7 separate regions of the Mus musculus genome follow, and all the other regions are linked to region 6. A link is a contact called in public promoter capture Hi-C data. All regions are on one chromosome and are shown on one strand. Each heading gives the region's core, a stretch centred on a gene start, on an enhancer-like site or on the middle of the called end of the contact. The rest is flanking DNA. Distances are from core to core; before and after follow the strand shown. Region 1 holds the start of Scp2 (sterol carrier protein 2, liver). Region 2 holds the start of Zyg11a (zyg-11 family member A, cell cycle regulator). Region 3 holds the start of Cpt2 (carnitine palmitoyltransferase 2). Region 4 holds the start of Rnf11 (ring finger protein 11). Region 5 overlaps Scp2 (sterol carrier protein 2, liver). Region 6 holds the start of Btf3l4 (basic transcription factor 3-like 4). Region 7 holds the start of Zyg11b (zyg-ll family member B, cell cycle regulator).

What was found. Promoter capture Hi-C pulls out the DNA fragments that hold promoters and counts their contacts. Capture Hi-C pulls out chosen DNA fragments and counts their contacts.
Region 1: a contact with region 6 is called in a promoter capture Hi-C map of pancreatic islet. The contact joins the promoter of Scp2 here to the promoter of Btf3l4 in region 6. A contact is called at or near these places in 1 of 39 promoter capture datasets (pre-B cells) and 3 of 9 other capture datasets (adipose tissue, liver and pancreatic islet).
Region 2: a contact with region 6 is called in a promoter capture Hi-C map of liver, with 3 times the contacts expected there. The contact joins the promoter of Zyg11a here to the promoter of Btf3l4 in region 6. A contact is called at or near these places in 7 of 39 promoter capture datasets (3T3-L1-derived adipocytes, embryonic stem cells, hippocampal neurons and 3 more).
Region 3: a promoter capture Hi-C map of liver shows a contact between it and region 6, with 4 times the contacts expected there. The contact joins the promoter of Cpt2 here to the promoter of Btf3l4 in region 6. A contact is called at or near these places in 3 of 39 promoter capture datasets (erythroid cells, neutrophils and pre-B cells), 1 of 115 datasets of contacts at active chromatin or transcription factors (bone marrow-derived macrophages) and 3 of 9 other capture datasets (adipose tissue, liver and pancreatic islet).
Region 4: a promoter capture Hi-C map of pre-B cells shows a contact between it and region 6, with 3 times the contacts expected there. The contact joins the promoter of Rnf11 here to the promoter of Btf3l4 in region 6. A contact is called at or near these places in 3 of 39 promoter capture datasets (3T3-L1-derived adipocytes, erythroid cells and pre-B cells), 3 of 484 Hi-C or Micro-C datasets (CD4 T cells, embryonic stem cells and neutrophils), 1 of 115 datasets of contacts at active chromatin or transcription factors (bone marrow-derived macrophages) and 3 of 9 other capture datasets (adipose tissue, liver and macrophages).
Region 5: a contact with region 6 is called in a promoter capture Hi-C map of pre-B cells, with 3 times the contacts expected there. The contact joins the enhancer-like site here to the promoter of Btf3l4 in region 6. A contact is called at or near these places in 4 of 39 promoter capture datasets (the C10 cell line, liver, neutrophils and 1 more) and 1 of 115 datasets of contacts at active chromatin or transcription factors (embryonic stem cells).
Region 7: a promoter capture Hi-C map of liver shows a contact between it and region 6, with 2.7 times the contacts expected there. The contact joins the promoter of Zyg11b here to the promoter of Btf3l4 in region 6. A contact is called at or near these places in 9 of 39 promoter capture datasets (the C10 cell line, cranial neural crest, hippocampal neurons and 6 more), 2 of 115 datasets of contacts at active chromatin or transcription factors (bone marrow-derived macrophages and pro-B cells) and 3 of 9 other capture datasets (adipose tissue, liver and pancreatic islet).

What each region holds. Positions count from the first base shown.
Region 1 is chr4:108,116,382-108,120,202 of GRCm38.p6, reverse strand. It overlaps Scp2 (sterol carrier protein 2, liver), which reads left to right and starts at 1,656. Exons shown (of 16, transcript NM_011327.4): 1 at 1,656-1,824. The coding sequence starts at 1,756.
Region 2 is chr4:108,216,271-108,219,916 of GRCm38.p6, reverse strand. It overlaps Zyg11a (zyg-11 family member A, cell cycle regulator), which reads left to right and starts at 1,874. Exons shown (of 14, transcript NM_001167936.3): 1 at 1,874-2,084. The coding sequence starts at 1,995.
Region 3 is chr4:107,922,284-107,926,072 of GRCm38.p6, reverse strand. Cpt2 (carnitine palmitoyltransferase 2) reads left to right here and starts at 2,484. Exons shown (of 5, transcript NM_009949.2): 1 at 2,484-2,758. The coding sequence starts at 2,607.
Region 4 is chr4:109,473,814-109,477,822 of GRCm38.p6, reverse strand. Rnf11 (ring finger protein 11) reads left to right here and starts at 1,318. Exons shown (of 3, transcript NM_013876.3): 1 at 1,318-1,713. The coding sequence starts at 1,591.
Region 5 is chr4:108,070,065-108,074,195 of GRCm38.p6, reverse strand. Scp2 (sterol carrier protein 2, liver) reads left to right here. Exons shown (of 16, transcript NM_011327.4): 12 at 2,786-2,939. Among named protein-coding and RNA genes, the nearest start is that of Mir6397, 15 kb to the left of the region's middle. Within about 2 kb of position 2,750, at least 364 of the 459 cell types and tissues checked have an H3K27ac peak or open chromatin away from gene starts, as enhancers often do. A contact at or near this core is called in liver, neutrophils and pre-B cells, where this site is marked.
Region 6 is chr4:108,831,709-108,835,769 of GRCm38.p6, reverse strand. Btf3l4 (basic transcription factor 3-like 4) reads left to right here and starts at 2,130. Exons shown (of 6, transcript NM_027453.3): 1 at 2,130-2,262. It overlaps Txndc12 (thioredoxin domain containing 12 (endoplasmic reticulum)), which reads right to left and starts at 1,092. Exons shown (of 7, transcript NM_025334.3): 1 at 914-1,092. The coding sequence starts at 1,004.
Region 7 is chr4:108,298,706-108,302,897 of GRCm38.p6, reverse strand. Zyg11b (zyg-ll family member B, cell cycle regulator) reads left to right here and starts at 1,808. Exons shown (of 14, transcript NM_001033634.3): 1 at 1,808-2,007. The coding sequence starts at 1,978.

The sequences.
Region 1 (3,821 bases), core at 407-2,906, 720 kb after region 6:
GTAGACCAGGCTGACCTTAAACTCATAGATAGCCAGCCACCTGCCTCTGCTTTCCCAAGTGTTAGGATCTGCTTGCTTTCCCAAGTGTTGCTCTGCCACATAAGAAATAATTCACACATAAGATAGGCATTATTCATAATCAAAAGAGGCTCAGGGAGCTCAGCTTTCGAACATGGACAATATTTACAGCTAGAACAATGGAAGGACAGTAAAGAAATAGTAACAGACGAGCAGTCGCTTTACCAGACATGGTCTGACCGATCGGATTATGCTTGACTGGCTGTTACAAAAAAATATGCATAGTTGCTGGGCAGTAATGGCCCAAGTCTTTAATCCCAGCTCTTGGGAGGCAGAGACAGGCGGATTTCTGTATGTGAGGCCAGCCTGGTCTACAGAGCAAGTTAGCCCCCCCCATGCACATTATAACTTCTTCTTCTTCTTCTTCTTTTTTTTTTTTTTTTTTTTTGAGACAGGGTCTCACTTTGCAGATGATTCCAGGCTGGACTTGAATTTGTTTTGAGGCATGTCCACCAGAGAACAGCACACAGACAGTCTGTTTTTTTTTTTTTTTTTAAGATTTATTTATTATTATACATAAGTGCACTGTAGCTGTCTTCAGACACACCAGAAGAGGGCGTCAGATCTCAACTCAGGACCTTCAGAAGAGCAGTGTTCTTACCCGCTGAGCCATCTCGCCAGCTCAGACACAGAAACTCTTTTTTTTTTTCTTTTAAAGGGGATAGTAATAGAGACACAGACACTCTTTTTTTTTTTTTTTTTTTTTTAAGTTTAGGGGATAGTAATATATACCTTTTTTTCCTATTTATTTATTTATTTATTTATTTATGACTGTAGCTGTCTTCAGACACCCCAGAAGAGGGCATCAGATCGCATTTCGGATGGTTGTGAACCACCACGTGGTTGCTGGGATTTGAACTCAGTACCTTTAAGAACAGTCAGTGCTCTTAACCGCTGAGCCATCTTTCCAGCCCGACACAGACACTCTTAAGGCTGAGAACAAACTTCGTATTGATGGCTCCTGGCTACAGAGGATACTTGTCCAATCATGGAAACCCACATTCTGGTTGGCACACTTCAATTAGCAAGAAACAGAACTACGGAAGCCAAAACGTAAGGTTACCACATTTAGAGACTTTCCTGTTTCCTGGAACTATGGACCAGGTCTTTGATGGATTTTGGTCTTTGTACCATTTTTGGCAGAGATCTGCCTGCCTCTTCCTCTCGTGTGGAGATATTAAAGGTGTGAACCACTAAGCCCTGATCTGACTTAATTTTTAAAAAACATCTTATCCGCACATAGAATTCTGACTTTATTAGTGTACATCGTGCTTTTTGCTCATATACTGCGTGTTGTAACTACTCTCACACATACAGAACGTCTCTAACACTCTAGAGAATCCCCACAGGATTCTGAGTTTCCTCTGAGGCCAGAGCTTCCATTTTAGGCCTTCCCTCTCTCACTGTAAAAAGAGGAAGCACAGAAACCGAGGCCTCCTTGAGAAACTTTGCCTGAGTCTAACACAGTAGGTCAAAAGAACCCATAAAGGACTTGGCTCTAGGATCGCCACGCATGCGTACATCCTCTACCCTGCCTCCTCCGGTCGGTTCCCGTAACTCGGCCCCGCCCCTGACGCTGCGGCCCCGCCCCCGACGCCTGGGGTTGGGATAATCGGACCCGACCCGGCTTTGGTTCTGCAAAGCCTCAGTCTGTAGGAGACCTTCGCTGCTGGAGCCATGCCTTCTGTCGCTTTGAAATCTCCGCGCCTGCGCCGGGTGTTCGTGGTCGGCGTTGGCATGACCAAGGTAAACAGAGTTGTGAGCAGCGAGAGATCTGCCTCTGTTATTCCCCGCAGTCCGAGGCGACAGGGAAGCGCGGCAAGGGGACGGTCACAGTCTGCGCTGCTGTCCCTCTGACCTTTCCCTCCAGAGAGGCGACCTGAGGGTGTATGATGCTGTCACTAGGGTCTCAGTATCTTGGGCTTGTTCTCTCAGTCATTTTTTTTTTTTTTAAAGATTTATTTATTTATTATATGTAAGTACATGTAAGTAAGTACATTGTAGCTGTCCTCAGATACTCCAGAAGAGGGCATCAGATTTCGTTACGGATGGTTGTGAGCCACCATGTGGTTGCTGGGATTTGAACTCCGGACCTTCGGAAAAGCAGTCGGTGCTCTTAACCACTGAGCCATCTCGCCAGCCCCTCTCAGTCATTTTTTTATTCGCCTTCCTGTTTGCTTATTCTAGCTTTTTAGTCTGTGAAGGAGCCCCCAACACAGCACAAATCTCACACTTCCTTAGATTCTAAATCCCGAGTAGGCCGGCCGGGTGGTTCACATCTCTAGTATGAGCTTTAGGAGATGCAGCCAGGAGAACTGCTGCGAGTCTGAATCATATCAAGACCTTGTTTCACAAAACAAAGCAAACCAAACCGACAAACAAAACAAAACAAACAAACATGTGGTTGCTGGGATTTGAACCCAGGACTTTCAGAAGAGCAGTCAGTTCTCTTACCCGTTGAGCCATCTCGCCAGCCCTATCTTGTCTTTCTTACCTCTAGAGCCTTGAGCTTAGCTCTAATTTACTTTGATGCACTGGGATTCTTTGTTCAGATGACTATATTCTCCTAATGTATTGCTACAGGGTGGGTACCACAATTATTTACTGCTGTATCACTCACAGTGATAAATCACTCGTGCCTAATGACAGTGAATGTTAGATGATTGATATTAAATGGATTTACTGGTGAAAGAGTTACTGTGAAGAATCTTTTTGTACTGTAAAAAAAAAAAACAAAACCCAAATTTTACATTATCTTAGTAACAGGTGAAAACAAATAATTTATTCAAAACATGTAAATAGAAAAGTTGACTAATATGTTCTAAAACTTAAAGGGCATCCCACTGTTTCTCAGAGGGGGAGCTTCTCATATAGTAAGTAGGTGGGCAGTAAAACTTTCCAGAATATTCTCTAGATTTTTTTTTAAAAAAGTATCTTATATGGCCCTGGCTGGCTTTAAACTTCTGATTCAGTCTCTCAAACTGCCCCCCCCCCTCTGAACCTGCAAGTGTCCCTGATCCCCATGCCCTGCTAGTATGTTGTTCCATTTTAAAGTGTCTTCCCATGATTGCTTAATGTCTGTTTATATGGGCTGTATAGAAAAAGCATAGTTTCTGAAAAAAAAAAAAAGATATGTTTAATTTTTTTCTAGTTGGGAGGTGGAGGTGAAGGGGATATTAATATTCCTTAGGGAAGAGAAAAAGGAATTAAAGATGGTTTCATCATTTAAGCATATATGCAGTACATGTGCTATGTGTTATATGTGAGGGTGACCGTGACAAAAATGAATAAAAGCAAGATTGGGCAGGGGACATGACTCACTCGGTAGACTGCTTGCCAAACATGCATGAAGCCCTGGGTTCTATCCCTAGTCTGCATACACCAGGCATGGTGATGTCCACCCATTGTTCCAGCATTCAGAGGGTAGAGACAGGAGAATCAGAAGTTCAAAGCTGTCCTCAAGTTTACATAGCAAGTTCAGAGCCAGCCTAGCTTTTGTAAGACCTTACTTTAACCAAAGAGCAAGGGTCAGCAAAGATGGCCAGTGTGTGAAAGGCTTGACAGTCAGAGTTTGGCCCCTTGCCCTCACTTAGTATGAGTGTGCCCCCTACACATATACACACATACTTACACACTAACAAACTGAAGATATTTATTTTATAAATATAGTATTTGTATCATATATAATATAATTTTTATAAATAAAAAATATATATTTATTTATTTATTATATTTTTTGAGAC
Region 2 (3,646 bases), core at 625-3,124, 620 kb after region 6:
TACACCTGGCTGTTTACTTTTTAAATGACCAACAATAAATAGAAAAACAATGTCAGAATAAAGTCCTGGGGTTTCAGTGGGTAAAACACTGGCTGCATTTACCTCACAACCTGAATTTGACCCCCAGGTCCTACTGTGTATGCAGGACACAAAGACACACACACAGACATAGACACATACACACACACAGACATAGACACACACACACACCAGCAGTAACAAAACCCTGCCACAAACAAAAGACATAACATACACATATATAACTGTAAAATAAACTTTAAGAACAGAAATCCAGACAGTCTTTCAAATGCGATATATTTAGGTTTTGGGCCAGCACTCCTGACTCTTGTGTCTCCCAAATTCTGAGATTGCAGACGTTCACCACCGCCATGCCAACTTAAATCACAAATTTGAATAATGAGTCTTTGATTTATTTTGGCCCTACCCAGTCCAGAACTCACAGAGTTCAATCTGCCTCTGCCTCCCTCGAGTGCTGGGATCAAAGGCCCATGCTTTCCCAGGTAAAATCCCTTCATCCTGGCTCTTACTTCTAACCTTCAGTTTCCGCAATGGCTTGTTCTCATTCCTAAAATTCTGTTCTTGCAGTGTGCGGAGTGAGTGGTCTAACAGCCACGCCCCCACATGGCTAGCAGCCACGCCCCCGCATCGCTAGCTTTGTAGTTACTTTCAAGGACAGCTGTATACAACTCACCTTGCACCTTGGGAGGTGGAAGTGGAAGAATCAGTTCAAGGTCATCTTCAGCTATAATGCAAATTCCAGGCTGGTGAACAAGAAAACAGACCGCTGAGGGAAGCGTAGCCTGGTCCTTTGTTCTTGAAAACTAATTTTAACATTTGAATTCCTTCATCTAGCACGAGCCTGGGAAGTGCCTGAGTACAAACCTTATCTTTAGCAATCCTGGTTTCTGCCTGTGTGCTCTCACCTGATCTTACATGTAGTTGATAAAAATTAGGCTTCAGATACCCCCAGCAATCCAAGAGATTGGGCTCTCTGTCTCTGCCTTTCACCTGTCTGTCTAGGTCTCTTAACAGCATTGGCCTGGATCCGAGCAATAGTTGTATGTTAAATAAGATGGTCTTAAAGTAATGGGGGCTGAGGTTAGTTTCAAACTAGTTTTCAGAAGAAAACCTTCAACCTTTGATCCTGTTTCCACTTCCCTGTGCTCTTATAAAAATAGGTGCTGTGTTTTGTTTTTGAAATTTTATTGTGTGTGCGTGTCGTGTGTGTAAGCAGACGTTAACACTGCACTCTGTCCCCTTCCAACCAGGTTAGCAGCCTCTAGAAATATTTTGTACCGTTAATCCTCATCAAGGAGTCAAAACGTGACTGGTATCTGGGGCAAAGCCTTTGAAAATGCTTTTTAATTTGTTTAAAGCACTTAAAAATCTGGCACGTGGTAGAGCCCTGGCCTACAATGCGCTCTAGATTCCTTATCTAACTCAAAAAAAAAAAAAAAAAAAAAAATCAAGCCCTGGTGGGTGGCTACTTCTTTAATACCAGTACTTTGGAGGCAGAGGCCGGTGGACGTCTATGAACTTGGAGTTCTAGGACCAGCCAGGGCTACACAGAGAAACCTTATTTCAAAACCAAAACCAACCAAACAAAAAACAAACAAACAAAAAAACACCCCCCCCCCACAAAATACCCCCCCATAAAAAGAAGAAACAAAATAAAAATGTACAATGAGGAACGCTGTGCGTGCTATGCGAACGCCCTCGGCAGCGTGGGTCTCAGGGCGCTCGGCCTCCGAGGAGTGAATAGGAGTTGGGTGGCTGAGGCTGGAGAGCGAGGACCATTGGGCGTGCGGCGGGGGCGGGGTCGCGGCGGACCTGTGCGCGGCGTGGGGCGGCCATTCAAACGCCGGCCGACCTTCCTGAGCTCTCCTCCCGTGCCGGGCGACCTTCCTGCGCTCTCCTCCGGGGCGCCGGGGCGCGACGTCGGCGGCCGGGCTCGCGTGGGCGGCGTCGGCGTCATGGTCCATTTCTTGCATCCGTTGCTGTGGCCGCGGGCCCTCGTCCTGCCCGACGCCCAGCAGGACGCGCAGGGCCACTGCTTGGTGCAGGTGAGTGTGGCCGCCGTCCGGGCTCCGGGGCGTCCGCCCGTCGTGCAGCGCGGCCCGCGGGCGGGCGGGCTGGTGCGGGGCGGCCTCCTCCGGGCGGGCGGGCGGGCGGCGAGTTGGGCGTGACGGTTCCCTGGAAGTCGCCGGCAGGCCGGCCCGGGCTCCGGGCTCCAGGCTCCGTGGACGCCGCGTCCAGCCCTCGCGGGGTTCCTGTTCGCTGCGCTGCTGAGGAAGGCGCCCGAGTTCGAACCCCAGCCATACTGAGCCCCCCGCTGCGCGCAGGCGCCACCCCCTCAGGCTAGCCCCGCTCCTCTCCTCAGACCTCCAGCCCGCCCGGTCTCCTCAGCCCGCTCCCTTCAGATGGCCTCACCTCAGCAAGCACAGACCCGCCCCTCTCCTCAGGGCCCCGAGCCGCCTCCTCTTAGCGCCCCACGCAGCGGCTCCCCTAAGTCGCCCACCCACCTGCCCCAGGAACCGAGTGCGGAAGGCGGCGAGCCCGAGGGTGACTGGGTCTACACTAGAACTTAGTGATCTTGGATGCTCAGTACCTGGCGGGGGTGGGGTGGGGGACAGCGAAAAATACACCGGTGACAGGCAGATGTGGGTGCTGGGAACAGAGTTTCGGCCTCTAGAAGAACCCTGTGCCCTCTTTTAACCTCTGAGCCATCTCCTTAGCCCCTATTTTAATTTTATTCTGGAAATAAAATTCCACCCAAGATCAGGCTGGTCTGGAACTCACTAAGTAACTCAGGCTGGCCTTGCATTCTCAACAATACTGGGGTTACAATTACAAGCAAGTGACAGGGGACCCAGCTTCTTTCTGCTTGTCCCTGCTTACAAGACAAGCGTCTTACCAAGTGAGCTACTCCTCGGGCCTTGCAGGTTTTAACTCATATGCCTATGTATTTTTTGGGAGTTAATAAAGTTAGTTCTTTGTATATCTCCATATTTATAAAAGGAGACAACATTTGCTGAGCCATGGTGGGACACGTCTTTAATCCCAGCACTCAGGAGTTAGTTTGAGGCCAACCTAGTCTACAGAGTGAGTTCCAGGAAGCCAAAGCTACACAGAGAAACTGTCCAAAGTGGAAAAAAAGAAGTGGGGGGGGGGGGGGGACAGCATTCCCAGAACTATAACAGATTTTGCTTTGGTAATATCTATCAAGAAATGTATTCTCTACTTCATTCGGTTTATCAAATTTATTGGAATTTGAAATCTTCATGGAGTTTTTTTTTCTTTTTCGAGACAGGGTTTCTCTGTGTAGCCCTGGCTGTCTTGAAACTCATTCTGTAGACCAAGCTGACCTTGAACTCAGAAATCCACCTGCCTCTGCCTCCCAAGTGCTGGGATTAAAAGTGTGTGCCACCACCACCCAGCCTTAAATTATCTTTTTAGTGTATATATGGTATCTGTAATTTTTCTGGTTATTATCTTCCAACATATACAACTTTTTTTTAAAGATGTCTTTATTATATGTAAGTACACTGTAGCTAGCTGTCTTCAGACACATGAGAAGAGGGCATCAGATCTCATTATGGATGGTTGTGAGCCACCATGTGGTTGC
Region 3 (3,789 bases), core at 1,235-3,734, 910 kb after region 6:
CCATGTCCTCTAGTACGTCCCTGTCCCAAAGTGTTTGAGGGACATCTGCAACAGTGGAATCCCATCTAGGCGTACAGTCATCATGGGTGAGTGTGGAAACATGGGGAGAGTCCAGTAGACAGTGGGCCTGCTTGGTTAAGTTCCCCCTGCACTTAGGGTTCTCCTTTAACAACCATACTGTCATGCAGTGTTTGTTCTAGGTAAAGCCTGGTGGAACTTGGCAACTCAGGACTCAAGCCCAGCCGATTCTAGGTACCACTTTCTCATTTCTTTGACTACTTGGCTGTTTACTTATGCTGGGTTCGGTCTCCCTTTACCAGCTGGATCTTTTCGTTGAAGTGTGAACTCTTTCTCCTCCTCTCTAGTTAAAGTCTCTTGTTTCTAAGAACGTTCACTTTGATGGCTTTTGTGGCTCAGTCACTTTTGTGGTGCGCCACTCAAGGGACGACAGTATCCCCACAGGTTTCAAGGTTTTGAAAACTACTAGGATTTGGAGACAACTGATCTTTTGTTTTTGAGACAGTTTCTCTGTGTAGCCCTGGATATCCTGGAACTCACTCTGTAGACCAGGCTGGCCTCGAACTCACACAGAATCGTTTCCCTCTGCTTCCCAAGGGCTGGGATTAAAGGCCAGCATTCCTGGCCTGACAAATGAACTTTTTCAGAAAGGATTTTATATTCTTCCTATGACACTCTACAGTACAGACAAGAGATTCTGATACTTTGAATTTGGGCCAGATAGGTCTGTTCTCAAGGGAGGAAAATTAGAAGTTTGGTATTTTTAAAATTTTGTTTTAAAATTGCCATTTTATTATGTTGTGTGTGGAGGTCAGAGGACATCCTTCACAAGTCTGTTCTCCTTTTCCACCATTGTGTCTCAGGGACTTAACTCAGATCATCATCAGTGCCAAGGACCTTACTCCCTGAGCCATCCCACCCGTCAACATCGAATCAATTCTCAGGCCTCCACCTTCCCAGTGCTGGGATTACAGGCATGCACCACCATATTTGGTTGGTTTATGTGATACTAGGGATCAAACCTAGGGTTTCATGCATGCTAGGCAAACACCCTGCCCACTGAGTTACATCCCTGGTTCCCACTAGCTTTGAATTCTGTGCTTAGCTCTTCAGTCAATGAAGAAAAGTTCTTCAGTATGGAGCTGGTAAGTGAGTTTCCTGTTTAACTGCTGGTCATCTAAATAAGGACAGAGCCCGAGAAACAAACTCAGGTCCCCTGAACTCCAAATCCAGTGCCCTTTGGGATGTGTTCCAGCTCATGGCTCTGCCTACCTACTTATGGAACAGACAAAATGTACTTGGCTGCTTCAGATCTACAGGGTCCTGACAGACAGCTGGAGCTAAAGGAAGGTTGTGTTTCCAGAATGGAATTCTGTTGTGCTTCAAGTGAGAATAATTCACTATGTAAAATAAGTGGTAGCAGAACCTATTACTTCTTTAGCTACAGATGAGGCAGAGACCAGAGGGGTATGGTATATGTTGCTTGCCTGTGGTGGTTTAGCGATGGATGGGGATGTTCACGTTCAAGAATCTTTGAATTCCTGAAAAGTTTGGGACTTCAGGACCCATGTGTGCTGACAGGTAGCCTCCTACGGTGGACTGAGGCTAAAAGACACCCAGAACTAGAGGACAAGGGTTTCCTCTTGGTAGGGAACCTGTTTTGTTTTTTTCCTTTGAAATATTCAATCTGAAAAAGGATGCTCATTTCTGGTTCCTGTACATTCTTTTTCCTTCCTTCCTCTTGTTTTGATTAAGACACAGTCCCGTGTAGCCCAGGATGGCTTCCAACTCGCTATGTAGCTGAATATAGGCTAGAATTCTTGACACTCTGCCTCTGCCTCTCCTTCAGATTACAGGCATGCACCCCCAATTTCCAGTTATACATTTTTAATAATATTTTTATTAGATATTTTCTTTACATTTCAAATGCTATCCCGAAAGTTCCCTATCCCCCCCCCACCCCACCCCACCCCCACCCCCCCCCGCCCCGCGAAGCCACACACTTCAAAGACTTCAGGCTTGGGGAATGCTACACGGACCTAGTATGAGTAAAGTATTCTGCCTAACAAATTATATTGGTGAAATAAGTATGACTATTGTTCAGTAAATCTAGAACTGTGGAGGCGTTTGTTGATCTTGTTCTCTACTTAGAAGACAAAGGTTTGAAATGTTCTTGGTCTCTAGAGACCAAGCCTTGACAAGGATAGGTCTGCCAAATGCCAAGTTTCAGCGTTTCTTTTTTCTCTACTTTTGATTTCTATCCAGTTCTGTGAAAGGAAAAGAGGTTAGCTTCAGAGTTACATGCCTGCCACCTTCGGGCAAGAAGCTGGGCTTACTATAGTTTAGAGACCGCTTCCGGCCCAGGTGGGCGTGGCCGCCTCTTGGGCGTGGCCACGATGTGGGCGGGCTCTGGGAGAGGCCAAGTGTGGGCGGGGCCACCGCCTATCGGTGCCCGGAAGTGCCCCTGTGGGCGGAGTTGAACTGGACGTTAAGTCTCTACGGGTGTCCCGGGCCTGAGGGCAGCGGCCTGCTTGCTCGGGAACTCCCTCAGCCACCGCGTCCTCAAGCCGCCATTGCCGCCCGGGACGATGATGCCGCGCCTGCTGTTGCGTGACTGGCCCCGGTGCCCCTCGCTTGTCCTGGGAGCCCCTAGTCGGCCCTTAAGTGCTGTCTCGGGGCCCGCCGAGTATCTGCAGCACAGCATCGTACCCACCATGCACTACCAGGACAGCCTGCCCAGGTGAGCCCAGCCTCCTGGCCCCGGCCCAGACCCGACTCCTGGTGCTTAGGACTTGCCCTGAACCTCCGGCCCTGGAGGCAGTCACATTCCCCAGCTTGGAAAGCCTGAGACTTTGAAAATTCCCTGGCTCAGAAGATTCAGAAACTTTAAAGTCTCCTCCGCAACCCTCCCGTCTACAAGTTCATCTTGAATCCTACAAACTCCTGCCCGCTCCATTAATCTTTCAGACAGCTATCCTGAGCCCTACACACTTAATGCCTGAAAATCACCCGAATCCTTTCTACTAGGGTGGTCAATTCCTTGTTTTGTTTTGAGGGTTTGTGTGCCCTAGAACTAGCTCTGTAGACCAGGATGGCCTATTAGAGATCCTCTTGCTTCTGCCTGTAGAGTGCTGAGATTAAAGATATAGGGCACCCCCATTGAGGGAGGATAGCCAGTTCCTAACATGGGTCTCCCTCGGGTCAGTGTCCCCTATTCACCTTTACCTGTTGCTGAGAACACCCAGCCCACTCCTCTTCCAGTACCTGTTCTGGTAGTGTCCCATCGTTGCTGCAAGCACATCTTTATCCTCATTTTAGCATTCTCCATCTTCTGCTCCATCTTCTAAGGTCAGCCTTAACCTAGAACTTTTTCATACCCACCAAACCTTCCTCAGCACTCTTTCGGGTGGTCCCCAACACCTCACCCACACTACCTGACCTATTCAAACAGCCCTAATAAGTGTTCCTCCATGTCCGTCACCCCCTGTCCCCAATACCCAGTACTTCCTTAAATCTGGAGTCTAGTTTTCTCGTTGATCTCTCAGCTTTGTTCTAGGTTGCCAGAATAGAAATTACCTTCACTCTAAGCCAAACCTAAATTGTCTTTGCATTCATTGTTTATTTCCCAAACCAAGCTCCAAACCTGTTTCAAATCCCCCTCACTGTCCTGGCCCAGCTGCCAGTGATCCTTCCTGCTCCATCCGGGAAAAGACACACATTGTACCATGGTATTGTTCCCTGCTGTGGGGTTTGTTTTCCTCCGTGTCCAGC
Region 4 (4,009 bases), core at 69-2,568, 640 kb before region 6:
TGTTCATTCAGCCAAGGAAAGACTCTACTACCTTAGGCAACATGCCAGGCCTTACACAGGGAAGGGACAGAGAACTCAGCTTGATCAACCTGACAGAAAGGCCCTGACTGGGAACTCTGAGTAGGTGACTAACCCAGACTGGAGAAGCAGAAAAAGATTTTCAAGGGAAATGAAATGGAGTCCACGAAGGACTGGTGAGGATAATGATTAGCCCAGCGAGAGGTAAGAGGTCAGGAATACTGTCTGTCTGTGGAAATCTCAGCCAGCGAGAACAGTCTTTGAGAGGACTAGAAGCACTTTGGCCATTTTGGGATTTAGAATTTATAAAAGAGGGGCAGTATTTTGAATGAGATTAGAGATTTCTTCTTTCCGTTTTTTTTTTTTTTCCCGTTTCGTTTTGTTTTGTTTTTCGAGACAGGGTTTCTATGTGTATCCCTGGCTGTCCTGGAACTCACTCTGTAGACCAGGCTAGCCTCGAACTCAGAAATCTGCCTGCCTCTGCCTCCCAAGTGCTGGGATTAAAGGTGTGCGCCACTACTGCTCGGCAAGAGATTTCTTAAGATTATTCTGTGGGTAGTATTGGGAAGGCATATATATATATATGCCTTCCCAATACATATATATATATCCTCAATCATTCAAAGGGTATGGAGGTAGGGGACAATGATGAACACAGAGAGACTGAGAATCAACGGCAAATGTTAGTTTGAGAGGCTTGAATTAGGGAGGTGGGATTGGGAAGAAATGGGCAATCCGATAATCTCATGGCTGTGATGTTGGGAGGGTAGGGCGTGTTCATCACATGAGTTTGGACTTTATTCTTAAAGGATAAAGGAGAAGGAAGCTAAACACCTCAGCTATCTGCCTGGTCCATTCAGATCCGTGCTTACAGACATCAACCCGGCAGACAGCGTGAACAGTCTGAGGACACCGCGCAGGTAAGGTAAGGTAAGTCCGCAAGCTGGCTGCAGCCGGGACATACAGGGGGCGCCGGAGGCAGATGGTCGGGAGACCAACAGCCACACAGCCTGGACCTTAAACTCAGAGCCCAGCCACGCAGTCCAGGAGTCGGACGCGCGCGCCCGGGGCGGGGCCGGAGCACGCACGGCGGCATGACGTAGGCCTGGCCAGCCTCGTTCTGGCCACCGCCGCCGCGCCGAGGCGGAGTAGGATGAGGCCCCGGGCCGCGGCTCCAGCGTCGGCAGGGGCAACAGCAGCTGAGGCAGCAGCTGAGGCAACCGAGACGGCCGCGCCCCCCCCTCCTGACCTGGATTAGGCCCAGCAGCCCGTGGCCGCCGCCGCCCCGCGGGGGGCGGGGTGGGGAAGCGCTCAGTCTTCCCGCCCCCGCCCCCCTCAGGTTCCAGACGCGACCCCGGCGCAGCCCGCGGCCTAGCCTCGCGCCCCCTGTCCCGGGGGCTGGCATGAGCGGCCCCTCGGTGGCGCCGGGGCGCGGGGGAGCCGCCGCCTGAGCCCCGGGCCTGCCGCCTTGGACCCCGCGGCGCCGAGCGAGCTCACCGCCGAGCGTGCGAGAGACCGGGTCACAGCTTTCTTCCTCCCGCAGATCTCAAGCATACACCCCAGCCCCGGAAGATGGGGAACTGCCTCAAATCCCCGACTTCGGATGACATCTCCCTGCTTCACGAGTCTCAGTCCGACCGGGCTAGCTTTGGCGAGGGGACGGAGCCAGATCAGGAGCCGCCGCCGCCATATCAGGTAGGGAGGGTGTGTGTCGGCGTGCGAGAGGAGGCGGCTCGGGCCCTCTGCCCTTGGCCTCCACGGCCTAGACCGGGGGTGGGTGGGGGGGGGGTGGCGTTGACCCCTTCAGGGCTGGCCTTGAGGGTGTCTGCTGCCCGGTTCCCAAATGGAAAAGGGTCCTTCTGGGCATCCCCTTGGGCACGGGTTGAGGACGGTCTTCTGTCCTTGAGTTCAGGAATCGAGTGTGTGATCTTATCCCCTTCGGTGCCTAGTAGTTTAGCTTGTGGAGTTGAGGATGACATGGTTTTCCTGCCTTTATGTCTGAGTTGTGTGATTTCCTCATCAGACTGCCAAGAGGATTACGGGTTTTGCGTAGCTTGTCACCCCCTCCCCCCTTATATTTGTGTTTTCGTTTATGATCCTCCCCACTCTTTTGTTAATTGGCTCTGGTAGAATGTCTTTTTTACCATCTACTTGGGAGGTAGAATTCCAAGTGGCGATTTTGGCCTCAGCTTCATAAAGAGTTACTTGTTTATATATACATATGTGGTAATTTTAAGCTCCACCCCTGTGACACATCTTTTAAATAAGTTGGCTTAATTAAAATTTGATTATCTTGAACTTGAGAGACCTTTCAACCTGACTTGGGAAATGCCATCTGTTACTTAAAGTCCTCTTTATCAAAGACTCCTGAATGGGTCTTTCTAAATGATACATTGAGTAAACTTCTCAGGTGGGCTTTAATACAGTTCTTTAATATTTTCCTGAAGAGAGTTTAGTTTTCTAACTGTGCAGTCTCCTTTGATTTTATGTGGTGACATCATTATCTAGTGTAGTGTTTTCTCAATCCTGTGTAAACCAGTTTCTCATCACGTGGCAAAAAATTGATCATATGAGCTGATTTTCTGACCCCCTCATGTTAGTCAAGTCCCATCTTTACGATAGCCTGGCAAAAGCCTCTATTTTAACCAAACCAGGCTGTTGATAGTTTTGTCTTTGCTCCAGGTGATCTTTATGCTAAGAGCCCTTCCCCCAAGGTTGCCCAGGTGAACATTTAATCCTCTTTAAGGACTCAGCTCAAGTATCTAAAGTACTGACATTACCCACCCTTCTTCCCCGAATTCCTGGATACGTCCCCCATGTACCTTCTACACTTACAAGCAGTACCAGACCTAAAATAATTTAGTGCAGTATCTTTGTTTAGGTAGTTGTGTGTCTCACCCTTGACATATGTGTTCTCCTCCCCTTGTACAAGCTGAATTTGGGACAGTTTCCAGGTGCTTTTATACTCTAGCATCTGACTCATAGTAGATACTCAATAACTGAGATAAATGAAGAATAGAAGCTTTGTCGTCAATATTTCATGCAATTTCTGTCCTATAAAAATTAAGTATTGGCTATATTTATGTGGCCCATTTCTCCCAACATATTTAAATTGCTTCAGGAGCAATACCTAATACTAAATGGAATATGAATATTATCCATAATCAGTAACAGGAATTAAACTGAGAACCCTATGCATTCTAGCAAAACACCACTATAGAACTATAACTCTGCTGTTTAAAAAAAAAAAAAAAAAAAAAACTTATTGTTAGACAGTGACTCAGGAAGTTGACCAGACAGACAAACATTCTGTCCTCCTGCCTCAGCCTCCAGAGTTGGGCCCATTTTTCAGGCTATCTTAACTGTTTTCCTCTCCACTGGATAGCTCCTCTAGAATGAATTTATGTAGGTGACATGAGCAAACTTCTCCCCCAAATCTATGTTCCTTAGCCTCTTTCTAGGAAAATTGGATATCTGACTTGCTGCTTTCTGTTATTCTTACCGTAATTTTAGAGTTATGGGAACTATATTTTTGTCCTTTCCAAAAGGACTAGATCATAATGATGGCTTTTGGTATTTTACCAGTACTTTTTTGGAATGTTATTTTTGACAATGGAAATTGTATTGTGGTTGCCTTTTCCTGAAATGAATGACCCAAATACTGATATGCAAAATTACTATGAATTGCAAGAAAATAGTTACTTTAAAATATGAGACCATAAAAAGAAATATTTAGCTTTGCATGGTGGCTCATATCTGTCATCTTAGTACTTGGAAGGCTGAGTCAGGAGGATTGCTGACATTTGGAGGTCAGTGCTACATACTGAGTTCAGTGCTGGTCTCGGCTATAGAATGAGACCCTATCGAGTTTTTAAAAGAAACCTGTAAATATAATAACATCCCCCTCAAGTCTCTAATATATTACTAATATTTGTTTTACATGATTTGAGAAAGCACCAGTCCATAGTAAATGATTTATAATATTTGGGCT
Region 5 (4,131 bases), core at 1,501-4,000, 760 kb after region 6:
GATAAAACTCGGGTCACCCAGCATGGTGGCACATGTCTTTATCTGCTGAGCCATCTTTCTGACCACTGTTTTCATTGTCTGAGACAACCCAGTCCCAGGTTGACCTATATGAATCACTATATGATTCAGGACGACCTTAAACTTAAAGCAGTCCCCCTACCTGCCCCTCCCAAGTGCTGGGATGATAGGTGTGAGCCACCATGAGTGGCTGAAGTCTGTGATTTCAGTGTGCTTGCATTCTTTGAACTCAGATGGTGACGGGTTTTTAATGCTTTTTAACTGCAGTCATTTGATTTCTCGTTAGCTGCAGTGCACTTAGCTAACAAGATGTTTCCTAACAGAGAGCTTACTAGAGTCACCAGGTAAGATGGTTCCAGATGAACACATTGTGTGTTGTTGGATGCCTCCTTAGCACTGCATGGAACTCATTTTCTCTCGAGAAAACTGGACTAGGAATTCTGAAATTAAAATTTTACTATGGCTTCACTGCCCACTGGAAATTAATCACTTTGACTGTTAAATCTTTAGCTAAAAAAATTGACATCTTCTGTATTGGAGTTTCTAAGGTAACTTAGTGGTAAAACTCTGTGGTTTATTTCTGTAAAGACAGATGGTATTGTATAGATGATTGTGTTTCTTCTTTATCTTATCGTGTCTTATTGATTAGTGGACTATTTTAAGTTCTTGCAGTTTTACAATAGAGAAGTTATAATTAACAATCTACTTATTAGTTAACTTTATTGTATTTCTACTTAAGATTCAAAATTTCAGCGGGGCTTGGTGATGCACATCTTTAATTCCAGCAGTCAGGAGACAGAGGCTGAAGGATCTCTGTGAGTCAGTTGAAGCCAGCCTAGTCTACAGAGTGAGTTCCACAACAGCCAGGGCTGTTTCCAAAAACCAACAATAAACGACACCAATGAAACACTCAAGATTTCATAAGCTTATAATGCAGTAGAAAATAGAAGAGCTAGATGTTGTGTTGGGGGAGGAGGAAGGAAGGCAGTGTGTCAGGGTACGGGTGCTGTTGCTTTACGGTAGGATACTGTGCTTGACTTGTTTAGGATATAGAAGGCCCTGGGTACCAAAGTCTTCCAGAAAAAAGATAAATGAGGGTTGGGCCAGGCGGACAGACTGAGCACACCAGCTAGCTGCAGTGTGTGCACTGCCTTGCTGCTGTGTTCTTCTTTTGTTTCTTCTTTGGTTCATTTATTATCATTTAAGAAATGATATAAAATAAATTTATATCATTTATTCATTTCTCTCTTCTATGGAACCATTTCTCTATGAAAGTCTGTCACAGATGCTCAGGGGTGTGATGGAAGCATCTTCCATTTGCCAGAGTCTGCCCTCCAGGGTTGTCACACCCTCATATTTAATTTAAGTCTTTTGCAAGATTTATTTTAATTTCACTTATGTATTTATTTTATTCATTTGTTTGTTTATTCAAGACAGGGCTTCTCTGTGTAGCCCTGGCTGTTCTGGAACTCACTCTGTAGATCAAGATGGCCTCAAACATAGATTTGCCTGCCTCTGCCTCCTGAGTGCTGGGGTTAAAAGCATGTCTCCCCCCAACCCCACCTTGGTTTATTTTTAATTATGTGTGAGTGTGTATATTTACCATCAAGATATAAAGGTCAGCTGGGCACTGGTAGTGCATGCTTTTAATCTGAGCACTTTGGGGAGGCAGGCAGATCTCTGTGAGTTCTAGGCCAGCCTGGTCTACAGAACTAGTTCCAGGACAGACAAGGCTACACAGAGGGGTAGAGGTGGGAGGGACTACATGTCTTTATTGAACCTTTAGAGATATCTTGCTGTGTAGAGATATCATTTCTGTGGCTCATAGGCACCACAGGTGATTAGGTCTGTTGATCCTGGCCCTCCTCCCACTTCCAGCTTGCATAGCATAGCACCTTCTGGTACTATGAAAGCTAGGCCCCAGGAGGCTTTTGGATTAGTTCCAGCTCGACTTCTCGAGTCCTGTGTTCAAGTGTGTGTGCTATCTTTCGCAATAGACACTTACCTTTGACTTCTGGGATGAAATCAAGCTTGATCTCCCTGGACCAAACAATTCATGCATGGCACAGGGCTTTTTATTAGATAGTCTGTGGCTCCTGGAACGGGCACTATTACCCCAAGTGGTATGGCATCACTTAAACAAAGTGTATATACATATGTATGTATGCAAATACACTTATATGTATTACATGTATTTTAAGTAAATATAAAATAAGAATTCCTTATGACTACTTCAAATATTTTTAGTGTTGTAGATCATTCCCTACGCCCACCTCATTTTCCCACTTCATATCACAAGCATCTTGAGTTCAATTTGATCTCATTGCTTTTTCAAAATGTCCCATCTCAAAATTTTCTTTCACTTTTTATTTTATTTTATTTATTTATTTATTTGAGACAGAATCTTGCTGTGGCATTGGCTGTCCTGGAACTCAAACTGTAGACCAGGCTGGCCTTGAACTCTCAAGAGATCCGCCTGCCTGTCTTCTGAGTGCAGGGTTTAAAAGTGTGCACCACTAGACACTGTGTTTTCCATTTCAACACACCCGGAAAAAAATGGGTTGAAAATGCAAGTGTTGATTTCCTGAACTCGAGTCTTTCTTAAATGCTAATTCTCTTAGCGTGGGAACTAGCTGTGAATCTTGGGCTTTAAGCTCTGCAGGCGTGCGTGGCTTTGGCGGGAAGTCCCAACTAGCGGCTCGCTGGCGCGGGTGGGCGGAGTCTGCGCTCTAACGCGGCCCGGGACGCTCTGTGCTCGACTCGCCAGGTCTGGCTCAGTGCGCGGAGCTCTGCTGGCAGCTGAGAGGCGAAGCCGGAAAGAGGCAGGTTCCCGGGGCAAAGGTGGCTCTGCAGCACAATCTAGGCCTCGGAGGAGCTGTGGTTGTCACCCTCTACAGGATGGGTTTTCCCGAAGCTGCCAGGTAAGTGACATTCTAAGTTCTGTCACTTTTGTCCTCATGCTTTACAATAAGTGACGCTTGCATATTAAAAAAAACAAACAACAACAACAACAACAAAAACCAAACCCCAACCACATATTAAGCATTTAAGGGAAAGTATGACATAACTTCGTTAACGTGGTTTTAAAAGTTAAGACTTAGTTTTTAAGCCGAGACAACCTTAGGAAAATTTGTTCAGAAAGAGGCAGCGAAGCCAGGAGTGCTGGCCCACAAGCCTGCGGAATGTAGACTAGTCACCTTTTGCTTGCCTTTCTCACAGTTGGCTTTCTCCTTGGCTTCTGGCTGCTGTCAGAGAAAGCCACCAACTACATGTGCCATTGGAACCTGGAAAATGTGTTTCTGAATCAAGCCCTCGTTGCTGTTGGAATTCCAGGGGCTTGCTTGCTTCCTGTCTTTGCAGTCTCTGCCTCTGTCGTTACCTCTTGTCCCAGCCTTCTGGGATTCCTGTTTTCCTTGCAGCCTCTCCGGGTTCTCTTCCTCCTTTTCCAAGGCCCAGCGTTCCTCTGTGTGCGTGGTTTCCAACCACCTGTACTAGCTACTATGTATACCCTCTTGAATCTTCCTAGCATTCCCTCCACTGGCTCCTTGCCCCTGTTATCTTACACCAGAGAATCTTTCTTAGTCCACAAAATCTTTTTTTCCTCTTGCTTTAATTATTCTCTTTCATGATGAGCCTTTCGCAGTGAACCACCTCAGGGTCTGTTTGGAGGTCTGGTGTGTTCTGAGTTGATTATCCTTGGCTAGCTATGTCTTTCCTCCTTTAACCACCCTGTAACTTTTTAACACGAATGTGCTCCTTTTCTCTTGAAATTCCTGGTGATTACTTAATCGTTTTCTTATACAGTTTGTCCTACAAAGGATAGGGGCCACTATCTACTATATAGTCTTTAACTTTTACAAACTTCGGGATGGTTTTTCCTCTCTCTGGTCTCACTCTTCTTTTTCTGCCCAGAATTTTGTTTTTGTTTCAAACATTAAGATAACATCTTAAACTTAAGAGTTTCTTCTTTCAAATACCCATGCTCTTTTGCAGTCCTTAGAGGGCTCATCTTGTTTCTTCCTCAATCTGATTCATCAGTTCTATGCTGATGACCCTGGAACACCATGCAGTTCACACTTGAGATGAAACCCCTTAGGGGAAAAATAATCAAGC
Region 6 (4,061 bases), core at 881-3,380:
TCAATGAGGCTGTTTCATAAGGTGGAGAACAAGCAGAAGAGGAAAACACCCAATATCCTCTTATGGCCTAGTCATGTGTACCAGAAAACAGGCGGGCAGACACCACACTGAAGCACACACACACCACCAGCATCAGAAAAATCCCATACAGTAAAGGTCATAACACAAACCATCCAAAGCAGGGCTGGAATCCATTTATAACTCAACCAGTTAGTCAATTCAGCTGCCAAAACAAACAAACAAAAAACCCAACTGATGAGAAGGTGTTCAAGTTTAGAAATAGGGCTGGTAATACACGGAGTTGGGGGTCCTTACTTCCTAACCTTCATTGATAACCACTGATCCATCGCTCTAAAGAAATCAGTTTCTTCCAACACACTAGCTGAGCCACACCAAAACCAACTGTTGGTGACCTAGCAAAAGGTCTACCTTTCATTTGCTCTTTTTTCTGCATCTCTTGGGGGAATAGGGAACCGGGTCTTGGGGGTACGGGGGAACGTGGTGAGGAATCTTCAGACTCAAGCGACCACTACAGGTCACCAGCGACCCTTTTTCTTCTGGCGGAAAGGTGACGGTTCCTGAGGGCTTCCCAAGCGACCTATTTCTTCTGGCGGGAAGGTGACGGTTCCTGGAGGCGTCCCAAGCGCCTAACATGACACATGAATGGACTCTTAAACAACCTAGTCCTAATTTAAGGGCCATATCTTCTCAATCCCAAGAATTAAGAGCGCCCTCAAGTACAACTTCCTTCTCTTAAACCCTCTCCCGGACCTGGTACTCCTGACCCCGAGAAATCCACAAAAGCAGTTGGGGAAGATAAAAAGGAATCTAAAGTGGCCTAAGATACAGTGAGAAAATAAAGTGTTAAGAAGGCCCGGGGTCCGTAAAGATTACGGTAAGAATGAGGTCTGACCCTTTCCAAGCCCAGTGCGTCCGTCTGAAGAAGTGATGAGGAGCAGGAAACTGAAGCTCAGCAAACAGGTGGCCCCGAAACGAAGCGACATCTCCACGGTGGTAGTTGCACAGAGCCACCGGATTGAGGGAACAGGATTTCCAGCAGAAGCTCCGCTCTGCCCCCTTATCGCCGTTCAGCCCAACCCCTCGGATTCCCAGATTTTTTTTTTTTTTTTTTTTTCCTAGCCAAACACTGAAGGAAGTGATGTTAGACGGATGTGGGCGGTGCCTCGAGGGTCCGCTTTGGAATGGAGTAAGTTTAAAGGTGCAGATCACGTAGAAGGATGTGGGAGTACATCTCGAGTTTGCTTTCCCTAAGTCCTTGATATCCAGGCTTAAAGAAACAGCCGGATGAGGTGGCCCGAATTGGTGAGGGCTGGGGAAAGGTTCAGGAAAACCGTTGTTAATTACGTCTGACCTCTAGCCTAGCCCCTCCCTCCAATGGACCACTACACTAAATATTCAAAATGCAAATTATTATCTTTGAGATCAGCCTATCACAACAGAGGGCTTGGAATTTCCCGCCCCCTCGCACAAGTTAAAAATACTGGACAACAGCATTTCATTGTTAGATTTCTGTTTGGGATTCCAAAGAGACTCGGTAAGCCCGTTTCGCTGTGCACGCGTCTGTGTCTTGCAGGCAAGCACTTTGGAGAAGCGCTGGACCCTTCCCCCCACCCCCACTCGCATTCGCAGGACTTCCACTCAGGCATGATGCAACCAACTGACATAAGGTCCAAGAAAACCATGCTTGGGGCCTTTTATTGCACAACTGAAGAGGTAGTCCGAGGGAACTGGGACATAAGTCATCTCAAGCACGTAAAGTGTAAAGCTTCTTTCCGTTAAGTCTGTTGCTTTTTGTATTGGGTCGAGTTACTACCTAACAAGTCAACTGCCGACTTTCCCTCCTGATGAGAGTCCATTAGAGCTCAATGCTTAGTGAAGGACATCCAAGGTGTACAACCCGAACTAGACCCCACACCACCCTTCTGTTAAATCCAAGACAAAAGGTAAGCGCAGACACAATGGGACGCCAAGGGGACCGCCGCCTCCTCCAGGAAGCAGCCCGGCCGCCAATCAGAATAGTGAGGTGCGCGAGGCATGCTGGGCTTTGTAGTCGGGAGGCAGGCGCGCAGTTGCCGTACCCACCCCCACCCCGCCTCCCTCCCGCGGTCGAGGCGGGGCCGTGCGTCACGTGGGCCTCTCCCGCCGCCGCCGCCGCTGCCGCCGCGGTCTTTCTCTGTCTCAGCTGAGGCAGCCATCTTGCTCTTGCCGCGTGCTGGTGTTGGAGGACCCTCCCCGCTGCAGGTGAGACCCCCGGCGGGCCCGCCACCCCACGGCCTCCGGCCGCTGCGCACGGTCTCCCCCCGCCCTCCCCTCTCGACACCCGCCGTCCGCTCCGGCTGCCACTTCCGCCGTGGCGCGGCGAGTGGGGGCGGAGGCGGCCGGCCGGGCCTGTCGGTTACGGGCGGCGCAGCTGGGGGTCGGCACCTGAGGGAAGGTCCCCAGCACCACCGCCCGCTGTGGAGGAGCCGGGCCCGGGCTCTGGCCGCTCAGGTCCAGACCCAGGAGGGTAGAACCCTCCTCGTCCATCACTCATTATTCACAACAACAGTGTCAGACGCTTTGAGCAGCAGATCTGTTGTCATCTCTTTTGCTCCTCCCAAACTGAGGTTAGCACCCGGCCACCAAGCTCTTGGGGCCGAACTAGGTTGCAGCGCTCTTCACTTTGTAATAGAAGTGCTTGTTTACAAGTCTCTCTTAATTTTGAGACAGTTACCTATCCTTATAACCTCTTCACACTGCCTGATGATTGATCGCCAGGCACAGTGTTACACAGCTGGTGAATGGCGGTTTCAACTTCCGTTCCCACGTTCTTTCATTATACCTAATTAGTGGCCCTCTGGAAGAATGGTAACAATAGTTACCAACTACTGAGTGTCTTACCTGAACTTGATAATCTATGCTTTAGCCTTCAACTCAGTAAAGTATGCGATGGTATACTTTTTTTAATGCGGGAGAAACAAACACAAGTACAAAGAACCTAAATACCTTTCCAAAGCCCTAAGTGGTAAAACCTCACATAAAAAGTCAGGGCTGAAAATTCAAATTATTTTTATCTTTGTAAACATGATTAAAGTACTTGGATGCTTATAATTTGGGCATCCAATAAATATTGATTCATCTCTGTATACTCTTTTTGGAAGTCCTTGAGAAAAGTGCAGAAAGGATTCGTGGATATTCACTCAGTGATCATGTGGCCCTTGAAAGTCATTTCTCCCTTTGGGACACAGAGAGGAACTTTCCAGGCCTTCCAGGCAGCTAACAATTTTGTTTATAATTTATGCCCTGCTGCACTAACAGGTATCTGAGATGACCTCACACTTGAAACAAGAATGACAGGTACATTAAAGATATTAAGTAGGGATTAAACCAGGTGACCTTTTAGGTCTCAGGCTGAGTCTAAATGTCTTTTTCTATTAGAATCCTACACAGCCCAACTTGCTGTTGGACAAAAGGCCATATTTCTCCTTCCCCTGCTGCTTTAAGCTTCTAGATGCCCTAAAATTATGTCTTTTCCATAAAATACTCCTTAGGAATAAGATTTCTTAATTATACTGACCACCTGAAATGGAATTATTCTTTCATTTACACCATAAGAAAGAGTTAATTTGGGCTTTGCTTTTGCTTCAAATAAGTCTGGACTTTTTGTCTTATCTTTCCAACTGCCAACTCTTTTCTTTAGGAATGTTACCTAAAATGCAAATAGTCACAAAGGGCTAGTCCTGTGCTTAGTTTTAATATTCTCTCCTGACCTCCTTTTTGCAAGAAATTCCTTAAGTGCTGTGTTATTTCACTATAAGTTCATGGCTGTAGCTCTTTTGTGGATGTTTGAATGCAAGGTTGAGGTTTCTATCAGCACATTTCAGTCTGCTGCACAGCTAAGATTGGCACACACCTAAAAGACTGTTTGGATTCTACACACAACTCCCATGCAAAAGCTTTTACCTGCTTGACCATTGTGATACAATGTTGAACAAAGTGAGAAGCCATAGGTTCTAATTTTTATTTGTGAAATGGATTCAGCCTTACAGCTGCGATATATA
Region 7 (4,192 bases), core at 559-3,058, 530 kb after region 6:
CTCTCTCTCTCTGCAAACATCAATCAGCCAGGTAACTCAAAACTTGCCTACCTCTAATCCCTCCAGTAATTGGTTGTACCATTTTTACTTAACCAATAGCTTTAAGTTAAGGAACAAGGTTTGCACAACAAACGCTGGTAAATGAGAGAATTAGTACAGAATTTAGCATCACAATACACAGCCTCCCACCAAACAACCATCACTAGAGTAATCAAATCCACAGAGATTAAAAATCAGGACTATGCTAGCTTTGGGTGTGTCTCAGTAGTAGAGAGCTTGCATAGCGTGTGTGAGGTCATCAACTTAATACCCAGCACTGCTGCAACCTCCAACAAAAGGTAGCACAGTACTTGCCAAGGGACAGTGAGAAAGAATATAGGGATAGACATTCAGTTTTGCAAGAGCGGCAGAGTCTGAACAACTGAGGATGTTGCCCAAGAGGAGAACACTTGCACAGCATGTGCAAAGCCTTGTAGTTAATTCCCACTACCACAAACACGATGGAAACAATCAAGTGGCAGCCTTCTGGAGTGCCTGTTTGGCGATGGCTTCACCAGTACTTAATCCTGCCTGACCTGTATACTTGATAGTGATTAAAATGGAAGATGGTCCAGTGGCAAGAGGCTAGGGGGTTAGGTCTCCAGAAGTGTGCGCTCTGGAGAAACAGTGACACACTTCCTCTAACAAGGCTACTCTTCCTAGTATCACCAACCACCATGGGCCAGGCATTCAAACACAGGAGTCTATGGGGGCCATACCTATTCAAACCACCACAGCAGAGAAATGGAGAGTTGAAGCATACCTGGACTACATAGTGAAGGCTAGCCTGGGCTACAGAAAGGAAAAAGTATACAAGTGGAGTTATAGGTAGTCTGGAAGTCACTGTCAGTGATGGAAACTTATATAGATGTTCTGTTTTGTCCATTTACTTTGTCAGTGATTTGAAGGCAAAAATGATTAGTTAAATGAGCATGAAGAAGGAAATATCGGAGGCCTGAGAAGAGGGACTTGAAGTAGCTACCTAGAGGGTGGAAAAATATAGCATAGCTAAACACCATTTACATAAGATCAAAAGAAGGCAGCCAAGAGATGGCTCATCGGTTAAGAGCACTGACCCCTCTTCCTGAGTTCAAATCCCAGCAACCACATGGTGGCTCACAACCATCTGTAATGAGATCTGATGCCCTATTCTGTGCTGTCTGAAGACAGCTACAGTGTACTTGGATATAATAATAAATAAATCTTTAAAAAGAAAAAAGAAAAGCAGGTTAAAGAGGGAAAGCTCCATAGTCAAAATTGAGATTGTGGGGCCCGAGGATGTGACGCAGTAGCAGGCAGAATACTTGCCTAACATATGCTATGTGGAGGGACTCTTTCTCACAAAACAAAACGAAAACAACAGCAAAACAACATCATGTAACAGAATGCTAAAATCACTAAGAACGTTGACAACAAAAATTAATGACTAAAAAAAAAAATTAATGACTATGAATCAGAAGTTAAGTTTTGAAGAATGAGGGTAAGCGCTGCAGTCTTCTGGAGGTAAGATTTAAAGCTCTTCCAAACGGAAAGACTACAGCCTCGTCAGAGGGCGTTGGCCCCTTTAAGGGCTGGCGTTTGAGAATGGAGTCTACGCCGGGACGGGGCGGGGTCTTCAGGGGGCGGGACCACTTTGGGGCGGGGCGAGACATGCAAGGGAGAGAGGGGCGGGACTTCTAAGGGGCAGGGCGCGGTAGGCTCAGGGAGAGGGGCGGGACCTCGTGCGGGGGGGCGGGGCGCAGCAGGCGCGGCGAGCGAGGCGGAGTCTGTGTTTCGGTCAGGTTGCGGCAGCGGCTGCTGTAGTTCAGAAGAGCGAGGCCGAGGCCTGGGCCCAGCCCGGAGCCGCTGCCTGACCCGAGCCTCCTGGAGCCCCCGAGCCGGCTGATCTTAGCGGCGGGCTCGGGCTCCGCCTGCCACCGCACGCAGGACCGAGGCTGCATGCCGGAGGACCAGGCCCACGCAGCCATGGTGAGCTAGCGCGGCCTGCCCCCCACCCCCCGCAGGGTGGCCCGAGGACGCCGGGCAGCCGTCTCACCCTTCTTCCTGCACCCTCCCTCTGTCTCCTCCGGCTCGCGTTCCCCATCCACCAGTAGGAGCAAACCTCTTTGGGAGACATCCCTTAATCCCCCTTCTTTCCGGTGACACCCTTTTGTCCCCCGGTGACAGCCTCCTTCGCATTCTCCTCGTCCCCCCTTCCCTGTCTTTAACCCTCCCCTTTCTCCTCAACCATTTTAACCTTTCTCCTCTATGGTCGTTAGTCACCCCCACCCCCCACTTTTCCTTCCCACACTTTGCTTCCTTTCCCTCCTCGACCCTCTTCACCATTTTATCTCCGGCGCCCCCTCTTCCCCTTGGTCCTCGACCATCCGCATTTCCTCTGCCCCTTGTCGGATGTCCTCCGTCGCCGGCTCACACATCTGTCCCCATTTCCTTGTGCAGGTTTCAGAGGGCTAAGCAGGAGCAATTGGAAGGCAATTGCTACCCGGGAGCTGTTGGGCGGGTACATACAGATTAGTAACCTTTCTTTCTCCGTTCTGTTTTGGAGTGGGGAAGTGAGGGGAGATTGGCGGTATGGAAGAATAGTCTGGAAGCTTTACTACTTAGTGTCATTGCAAAAACCTGAGTGGGGTGTGTTACAGAGTACATCCTGTAGCCTTATGTGATTATCAGGCCTTTTGACAGAAATAGCCAAAAAGGGTTGTTACATTTTTATTTTGAATGTGTTTTCATGTGGAGTTACCGTTAGGGAAATTAAAAATCTTTTGTAATTTGCAGGCTTGACAGTTGTTGCTCAGAGCACATGATTTGTTTTTGTTAGGAGGCAGAGACCAAGGGCATTTGAGGTCTGAATATCAGCCTGGCAGTCAGATTGTGACAGTCTTTCGAATACCTTCCTCCGAAAGGTTGTATTTGTCCTGTCCTTTCTGTCCTTTCTTGGAGAAACCCTTTCTTTGCAAATTTTCCTCTGCTTCAAAATGGCTGTGACTACAGTCCCATTTTTAAGTGTTATCCGCGTTTTGCTGTGTATATATTGAAAGCATTGTTCTATCCTATACAAAATAAATGTTGATCTCTGGGAGGAAATAATACATTCTAGTCAAAAAGACTTGTTGATAATCATAAGTTCCTAGGTTGTATTTCCCTCCATCTGACTTTTAGGAAGGTAACCTACCGTCTGGTGTTTAACCGGGAAACACTCCCTCGCTCCCTGACTCTGCTGATCCTCCATTGTCTTTTCCCAGTGACTGCCTCTCACTTGTTCCACTGTTACTGTGTGCTGTTCTGTTCCTTCCCAAGGAGAGTCAGAGTCTGGAAACAACTGGGCCTTACTTAATTCCCTGAGTTCCCAGTGCCCAGGTCAGGTAGACTCTTGAATGGTTTGATTTATGATCTCATTTCCCCACCTGTCAAGTGCAGTCTTCCACTGAAATTTGAGGCACCTTGCAGACTACTCAGGGTGAGTTGAAGCGTCTTTTGGTGCAAAAAGGAGTAGAATAAGATGTAGTGATGATTCTTTTCAGACTAGAGAGCCATCCTGCTGGAGAAGGTACCAGGCTGTTAGACTTTTGGAAATGCAGGCCTTTCCACGGAGACTGAATGAGTTATTCAAAGGATGGGGAGTCAAAGGCGTGATTTGAGCTGGGCCTAAAAGATGAATAGAATTTATGTGGCTCATTTGGGAAAGAAGAAGAAAACTTCACTTTAAGTGTGACTGGGAAGAGATTTAAGATCGGCTGTGAAAGTCAGGTGCTCCTCTAGGCCCAGCACTGGGGAGGCAGAGACAGATGGATCCCTGGGGTCAGCCTAGTCTATAGAGTTCCAGAAGAGCCAGGGCTGCACAGAGAAACTGTTCTCTGGGGGAAAAAGATTTGTAGTGAAGGATGACATGTTTACTACCTGGAAGGATGGAAGAAATAGGAGGTGTAATAGCTTGTGTGGTGAGAAAGATACTGTCTTAGTCCATTTAGGTTGCTATAATAAAATACCATCAGCTGGCTAGCTAATAAACAGAAATTTTTATGAACTTTGGAGCATAGAAAATCCAGGGATAGGGACCACCACATTTATTGTTTGAAAGGGGCTGGCTGCCTTCCTTCCTTTCTTTTCTCCTCCTCCTCCTCTTCCTCCTCCTCTTCCTCTTCCTCTTCCTCTT